Regions from separate parts of the Mus musculus genome. Here region 2 is linked to region 1. The links are chromatin contacts, called in public Hi-C maps. All regions are on one chromosome and are shown on one strand. Each heading gives the region's core, a stretch centred on a gene start, on an enhancer-like site or on the middle of the called end of the contact. The rest is flanking DNA. Distances are from core to core; before and after follow the strand shown.

Region 1 (4,132 bases), core at 662-3,161:
ATACAATCAACATACATGGTGTAAATACATGAAATTTTCAAAGAGTAAAAAAATATTTAAAAGAAAATAGTAGTGACTGTGTAGCAATTATGGAATTATGATAAAGACAAAAAGAAATTAGACTTTGAAATTCCTTTTTAGGTTTTGTGGAAAGAATATGGTAGGGTTATTTTTGTTTTACTTCCCAGTCACTCCAGCATCGGATCCTCTTGCCTCTGCTCTATACTGCCTTGTACACTTGTACCGTCAAGGAAAACGAGCATCAGCCGGGCAGTGGTGGCACATGCCTGTAATCCCAGCATTTGGGAGTCAGAGGCAGGCAGATTTCTGAGTTCGAGGCCAGTCCTGGTCTCCAGGACAGCCAGGGCTACACAGAGAAACCCTGTCTCGAAAAACAAAAAAACAAACCAACAAACAAAAAAAGAAAGAAAGAAAGAAAGAAAAGAAAAGAAAAGAAAAGAAAAGAAAAGAAAAGAAAAGAAAAGAGAAAAGAAAGGCAGGCAGGCATCACTGTTCTCTTGGGAGCTAATTACATAAAAAGTACTAATGATTACTAAATAAAAGCTTGAACTGGGGGAAGTGTAGCCGCCTGTAATCCCAGTACCAGGCAGAAGCAAGAGTTTCAGAAGTTCAGGCCAGTTTAGGCTACAAAGGACACTGTCTATAAATAAATAAACAAATAAGGGCTGGCAACAGTTACAAGCCTAGCCTACACGCAGTACAAGGCAGAGGCAAAAGGATCCGGAGTTAAGGACCAGCTCTGGCTACAAGAGACACTGAAGAAAGAGGAGAGGGAGAGGAGAGAGAAGAAGAGAAAGAGAAAGAGAAAGAGAAAGAGAAAGAGAAAGAGAAAGAGAGAGAGAGAGAGAGAGAGAGAGAGAGAGAGAGAGAGAGAGAGAGAAAGAGAAAGAGAAGAAAGAGAAAGAGAAAGAGAGGAAAGGAAAGAAAAGAAAGAGGAGAGGAGGGGGAGGGGAGGGGGAGGGAGAGAGGAGAGGGAGAGGAGAGGGAGAAGAGAGGGAGAAGAGAGGGAGAAGAAAAGAGAAGAGAAAAAAGAGAAAGAAGAAAGGAAAGGAAAGAAAGAAAGACAAGTTTTCGTTTGTATGCCACTGAACCCACATACTGAATGAAACAAATGCTTCCTGGGATAAATTTTCTCCACAGCGCCAAATCAAAAAAGCCAAAAGCTTTCATGAGAACACTAGGCTCTCAGATTAAGAAACTAACCCCAAGAGTGGCGTGGTTGCACACACCTTTAATCCCAGCGCCAGGAGGTAAAGGAAGGCTAGTCGGGTCTACAGAGCGAGATCCAGAACAGCCAGGGAGAGAGAGAAAGAACGTCAATATTATCACCTTTAAAAGCAACAAAAACAAAACAACAAACGCCGGTGAGGGGGCTCAGCAGGTAGAGGCATTTGCCCAGCATGCCGGGCTACCCGAGTTCAACTCTGGGACCCTCGTAAAGGCGGATGGAGGGAAGCGACCCCAGAGAGTTGTCCTCTGACCTCCACTCACGCGCCCACATCTACACCATACTCAACAATAGCAATAAATCTAAAACTAAAAACAAAGGCCAACACAAAGGAGAAACAACAGAAAGAAGTAAGCCACCAGAAAGCAGTACAACTCCAACCTAACAAACTGTACGAAAAGAAGCTGAACCCCAACCTCCAGGCTCTGGGGATTTTACAAGGCGGAAGTTTCGGGATGGGGGCGTGAAAGCTTCGAACGCGTTCCCTGGTCGGGTGTCGCGGGGGCGGAACAGGGAGCCTGGAGGCCCGAGCACTCACCTAGCGCAGCCCAGGCTACCCGCCGCAGCTCCGGGTCGGGACCAAGTTGAAATGAAACCGGGAAAGCCCCTCTTAAAAGGATAGTTCCCGCACCGGCGGGGACACGCCCCGGAAGTGCGTGCTCTACGGGCGTGCGCGCGCAGGCGGAACCTGCGGAGGGGCGTGGCCGAGCTCGGGGTGCTTCTGCGCACTGTGCGCCGCGGCTAGGAAATGGGAGTAGGCGTGGGGAAGGAAAGTAGGCGGGGCGAAGGACTTGGCAATACCCCGCCTACTTCAGTACTTACTCTGTGGACCATTATCTCTTCCCAGGGCTTCTTCACTCTGCCTTAGCAGGAGATTTACACTAAGCTGCTCTGAGGTTAGGAGGTCAGGGGCTCTCTTACAGGTGAGTGTCAGTGCTCAAGCAATTCGTTTATGACAAATCTTGCTTTAGAGCCCGGTACTTAGGATTATGAAGCCTGGGACCCATGTGTCAGGGTAACGCGAATACTCTCAAGACATGCTAAGGGGTGAGATTTTATTTCCAATTCCAGGTGATCCATCACCCTCTTCCTATATCACAAAACACAGGGCACAAACTGGTACACATACATGCATGCAGGCAAGCCACTGCATATATGAAATAATGTTTTACAGGGTTTAAAGTCTTCTAAATTTTTCACCAAAAATAGAAAATATATTTTCTGCTCTAGTAGATGTGAACGTTAGTGTCACAGAGCACAGAAAACTATAATCAGCACATCAGCAAGAATAAAAAAGACCACTTAGAGAGATATAGATCAATTACTCCAAGAGATGGATTTATAATCTATACAAATGCAAAGGCCTGTTAATTTATAAAACCGGATTATAATTTAAAAGCTTCTCAAAGGTGCAAAATGAATGTATATGGTATACTTAAATATATAGGAAATCCTAGAACCTACAGGATGAATCTGTAGTAACTAATCAGAAGTATCCGGGTGGGAGTTAGTTAGGAGTTGGGAATGATGTTCTGTAGTGGAGATGTCTTCCCAGGTGTACAGTTTTACACATGAAATGAAAGTTGTAATTTGAGTTTATGTAAATTATACCTCAGTGATGTTTTGTTGTTGTTTTTTCCTTGGATATTTTCTTTTCTTTTAAGAATTATTTATTATATGTATATGAGTACACTGTAACTGTCTTCTGACACACCAGAAGAGAGCATCAGATCCCATTACAGGTGGTTGTGAGCCACCATGTGGTTGCTGGGAATTGAACTCAAGGTCTCTGGAAGAGCAGTCGGTGCTCTTAACCGCTGAGCCATCCAGATATTTTCTTTACTTACAATTCAAATGTTATCCCCTTTCCCACCCTGGCCCCCAGGAAACCCCCTATCCCATCCTCCCTCCCCCTGCTTCTATGAGGATGTTCCTCCACCCATCCACCTACTCCCACATACCTGTTTGTTGCTGTTTCAAGACAAAGTCTCACTCTATAACCTCTCCTAGCCTGGAACTTATCACATACCCCAGGTTGACCTCAGACTCATAGTTTCTCTGCTCTTAAGAGTCCCCATTACAGCCATGGGCTTCTGTGCCTGGCGTCAGTGAAAATGTTTGAAATAGAAAGACAAACCCCCAAAAGGTGACTTACAGTGTGTGGTGGTTTGAATATGTTTGGCCCAGGAAAGTGGTACTGTTAGGAGACATAGCCTTATTGGAGTAGGTGTGGCCTTGTTGGAGGAAATGTGCCACTGTGGGGATGGGCTTTGAGACACTCCTCCTAGCTACCTGGAAGACAGTAGTCTTCTCCTGTTTGCCTTTGAAACAAGGTTTACAACTCTCAGATCCTCCAGCCATGCCTGCCTGGAAACTTCCATGATGAGAATGGACTGAACCCGTGAACCTGTAAGCATGCTCCAATTAAATGTTCACCTTTATAAGAGCTGCCGTGGTCATGGTGTCTCTTCACAGCAATGAAACCCTAAGACACAGTGACTACTTCTATTTACTTACTTGTACAATTAAACAACAAACAGTTATAGTTACCCTTAAACCACAGAGATTTCAAACTTCTCTTTTTTTAGAAGATAGAATCACAATAAATAACCCATGGTCACCTCAAACTCAAGGGGGAATCCTCCTGCCTCCGTTTCCTAAGTGCGGTCACACAATTTTCTGCTGACCTACTTTGCCTTTTTACTTTTGCAGTGCTGAGTCCAGTTCTATATAGAGCTGCATCCCAGCTCTTCCTAGCTCCATCCAGCTCACCAGCTCACAGCTGGATGCATGCAATCACTAGAACCCATAAAAGTAAAAATAAAGGGTCCTGTATAGTTTTTTGTCAACTTGACACAAGCTAGAGTCATCTGAAAGGAGGGA
Region 2 (3,971 bases), core at 1,031-3,530, about 13 Mb before region 1:
GAGATACAATGATCTTCTAGATTCTCTTATTAACCAGTACAATTGCTACCCAGAGATATACTGGTCTTCTAGATTCTCTCATTAACCAATCATAAAAATTACACAGCAGATTTCAGATAGTGGATAGTATTCCATCAATGATTTCAAATACAGTTCCTGGGAATTACCAATCAAAAGATCTATATAAACAACTGGAAAAAGCTTTCTCCACTTATTTTACATCACAGATAATCTAATGCAGCTTAGTTTGCTTGCTCCCCACAATAAGTTTTTCAATAAATTCAACTAGATACTAGCCTAAAAAGCAGTGCTTTTTCCAGATCGGCTTTCAAGTCCTAAAATTAACTTCTGCTTTCTAAGACAAAAGTCAACTCTAGGACAGGGGATATGCTTAGCTGACAGAGCTTTTCAGCACACACAAAGCCCCGGGTTTGATTCTCAGCACCACATACACTGGGTATGTATGGTGGCTGGAGCCTGTTATTCCAACACTGGAAATCTCAGCTGTTTACTAAAAACGACTTTAGAGACATCCTTCCCAGCACACTACCCTGAATTTGGTTAGAATCACACAAAAAATGCAAACTGGTAAGTCTTTAAAGGTCCTTTATTGCGTAACAGTACCAACTATCCCAGTTAGGGCTAATCTAGAATACAAGCTCATAGTGAGGACAAGACATTTTGTTCTACGATTCCCTTTTAATACAAAAATATATATGCTGTACCAACAGGATGTGAGTCTGAAGTGACTAACAGGTTTTTTTTCCCTTTCAATTTTTCTCCTTTTCAATTCTAATAGAAAACTTTAAATTTAAAGGTAGAAAGTACAGGTCCTCACTTTAACTAGATAAACTTAAAATATGTTGGGTATGAATTTGCACATCTATAACCCAAACACATATATACATGGAGAACCCGTAGTTCGAAGCCACTTGGACCCAAGAAGATCGTCTAGGGTACAGAAATCCAATATTCTGGTCACTCCCCAGACCAAGAAAACAAATCTTAAAACTCAGCTGGGGTGACGAAGAAGTGACGAAAAAAAAATACTATTATCCCACCACTCCCGAAGCTAAGGCAGGAGATTAACTGGGAGTTCAAGGCCAGCACTGAGTGACAGAACTATAACCTTCTTCCTTCACCCATTTATCCCCCCAATCACCGCTGCCAATATCCTCAATTTCTAAAGTGTGCTAACTCTTACCAAAAAAGGTAGCCGGGGCGGTGGTGGCGCACGCCTTTAATCCCAACACTTGGGAGGCAGAGGCAGGCGGATTTCTGTTCGAGGCCAGCCTGGTCTACAGAGTGAGTTCCAGGACAGCCAGGGCTACACAGAGAAACCCTGTCTGGAAAAACAAGAAAAAAAAAAAAAAAAAAAGGTATGTCAGCGCTTGGATTACTGAGAAAGGGCCCCTCTCTTAGTCGCATCCCGCTAGAAACTGGAACTACGCACCTACTGATCGGCTACAACAGTGAGTTGGTAGGGAGCCAAAACGAAAAACTTTGGCGCCAACACCCAGGTGTCTGCTACAAACAGATCGAAAGCCTTCATCTGATTAAGCCTGGCCTAAACCGACATATGTACCCCATAGAGGCGAGGGAGGCGGCTTAACCGCCACGCACGACGTGGCTGATTCCGTTGCTTAACTTTGTCGCAGCTCGCCGTTATCTCCTCCGAGTCCCAAAGGCTAGGACCAGGAAGGAAGACGCCTCCCCCAAGGCCAACAACAAGCAAGGCTCGGAAACTAACACACGCGGCGGCGTTGCCATGGGCAGGGAAGAAAGGGGAAAAAAGCACGCGTGCGCAGAGCCCTGGGCCGGGCGCGCGCAGGAGTCCCAGCCGAGGCCGTGGGGGAAGGGTCGGCGAGCGGTTTGCGCACGCGCACGCCGAGGCCTCCCGGGCTCCGGCCCCGAGCCAGGTTCGCAGCCCGGCCCGCTGGTGGCGCAGCTCCCCCATCCCCCCACCCCGGCGGCCCGCGGCGCCTTCCAGACCCGAGGGAGCGAGGAGGAAAACGCACGAGTAACGGCTCGGGGTCCCCGTTCCCGCCGCCGACCCGTCACCACGCGTCAGAGTTGTCGATACCCAACCGCCCTGTCGCCTCGGCTTTCTCCTTTGAGTGACTCGAATGCGGCGCGAGGCCTACCTGACACGCCGAAGCACGATGTGCGTGCAGGGTTTACCTCCGTGCTAACTACACAGCGGCCATTTCCCGACTCCAGAAGGAGAGGAAGACCATAGAGGCGGCCTCGTCGCGCTAGCTCGGCTCCGTCACTTCCGACTTGGGGCGTGGCCTTCCAGGCCGCTAAATCGCTAGGCAGGCCCCTCCCACCGTCCCGCCCAGGCGCGACTGGCGAACCGCGGTTGAGTGTAGCCCAAGGCTTTCTGGGAAGTCTCGTTGCCCGGTCTCGCGAGGTGTAGCCGACAGGGGGTGGGACAAGGGTGGGGCGGGCCCTGAAGGGCTGGCTGGCTTCTCCGCAGGCGGCTCGGCTTTGTTCGAAGAACAGTCGAGACTGATGTCCCCTGACTTCCGAGCCGCTGTTAGCGAGCCTGGCTCCTTCTGAGGCGGCGACCCAGAGCACGCCAGAAGCTCTCTCACTGAGGAAAAGGCCGGAAAACCGACGACGCAGGGCTGCGTCTGCCCGGAAGCGCCGTCCCTCGGACGCCTAACATGACAGTTACAAGGCAGTCTCTGCCGAGTGGCTTCGGGTGAACTCGCCCCCCGCCCCCTCCCGGGCCGATCGTGAGACTTGGATCGGCTGGGCGACTGCGTCACGGAATGGCTCTTAACTTCCCGGGCGCCGGAGCCTGGCCCCTGAGGCTTTCTCAGAGTTTTGTACGGATCCGGAAACCTCACGCCCTAACTGGATCTGCCAGAATCAGATTATAAACGAAGAAGCCAGGATTGAATTGAAGCAAGTTGCAGACATATTTACCTGCTGTTCTTACCAAAGCAGGACCACTCAAGGGACTAAAGCCGTTATTACGGTGTGATATTTTAGGACAACGTTAAATTCCTTGAAGGATTTCAAAGCTGTAATTGGCAGCCTGTCAGTTAAGTTCAGCATTAGAGTTTGATTCTGATCTTTAACCTTGTTCAGGGCAGCCTGTCCTCACAATCCACTCCACAGTGGAGGAAGTACCTGACTGACCAATGAATCCTGATTTTGATTGTATTTTAATTGGGCAATTGCTCCGCACCCAGCTCCCACTACCATGGTGGAAGCTATGATCTGCGCTATATGCGGGACCCTGATAGGTCTAAAGCATAAAGTAGGAGCTCAGAAAATACTTGTCAAGTAGGTGAGCTGTATTTACATGAAGCACAAAGACAGCACAACTGTGCTATTTTATATTAATGAGACAGCAGGGGCCAATAGCTCTTAATCTATTCAAAATACCAAAATCTAATCACTTTGAAGCTATTAAGTCCTGTGCAATTCTAGTATATGTTGGAAAGTTATCTTTTCATCTAAGGCAATATAATTTTTCGCTCATTAGATCCCCTGTGCTGGGCACTGAACCCGCAGAACCTGCCTGGTACGCGCTACACAATTGTTCAGCCACAGAAGTACACCTTCCTAACCTAACTTTGACCTCAAATAAATCAATGTGTTACCAAAGAAGGAAGACATGGGAACAAATAAATAAGTGGATGTCTAACAAACAGGTTGAGCCTCTGTAAGGAGCTCAGACGGTCAAGGAACCGCTCCCAAGCCCAATACAACCTGAGTTCAATCCCTGGGACCTTTATGGTAGAAGTGTAGTAGGGCCCAAGACAACTCCCTCCATGGCAGAAGTACTATTCAGGCTGTAAAACTCAGCATGTAGGCAGTCCTATCTGCCAAAAGGAAACAAAGACCTAATTCATCGAGGTCTATAGCTCTGGGGAAGTGTATGTGTGCGAAGAAGCTTGTGTTTGGGCATCTGTAGTCCACATCTAGTTAACTGCTTTTCTTAAATGAAGTCTGTC

The links. A called contact is a pair of places that touch in the nucleus more often than the background predicts.
Region 2: a contact with region 1 is called in a Hi-C map of B cells, with 5 read pairs. The contact joins the promoter of Bclaf1 here to the promoter of Katna1 in region 1. A contact is called at or near these places in 1 of 39 promoter capture datasets (cranial neural crest) and 1 of 484 Hi-C or Micro-C datasets (B cells).

The regions. Positions count from the first base shown.
Region 1 is chr10:7,723,779-7,727,910 of GRCm38.p6, reverse strand. It overlaps Katna1 (katanin p60 (ATPase-containing) subunit A1), which reads right to left and starts at 1,911. Exons shown (of 11, transcript NM_011835.2): 1 at 1,788-1,911.
Region 2 is chr10:20,310,778-20,314,748 of GRCm38.p6, reverse strand. It overlaps Bclaf1 (BCL2-associated transcription factor 1), which reads right to left and starts at 2,280. Exons shown (of 13, transcript NM_001025392.1): 1 at 2,145-2,280.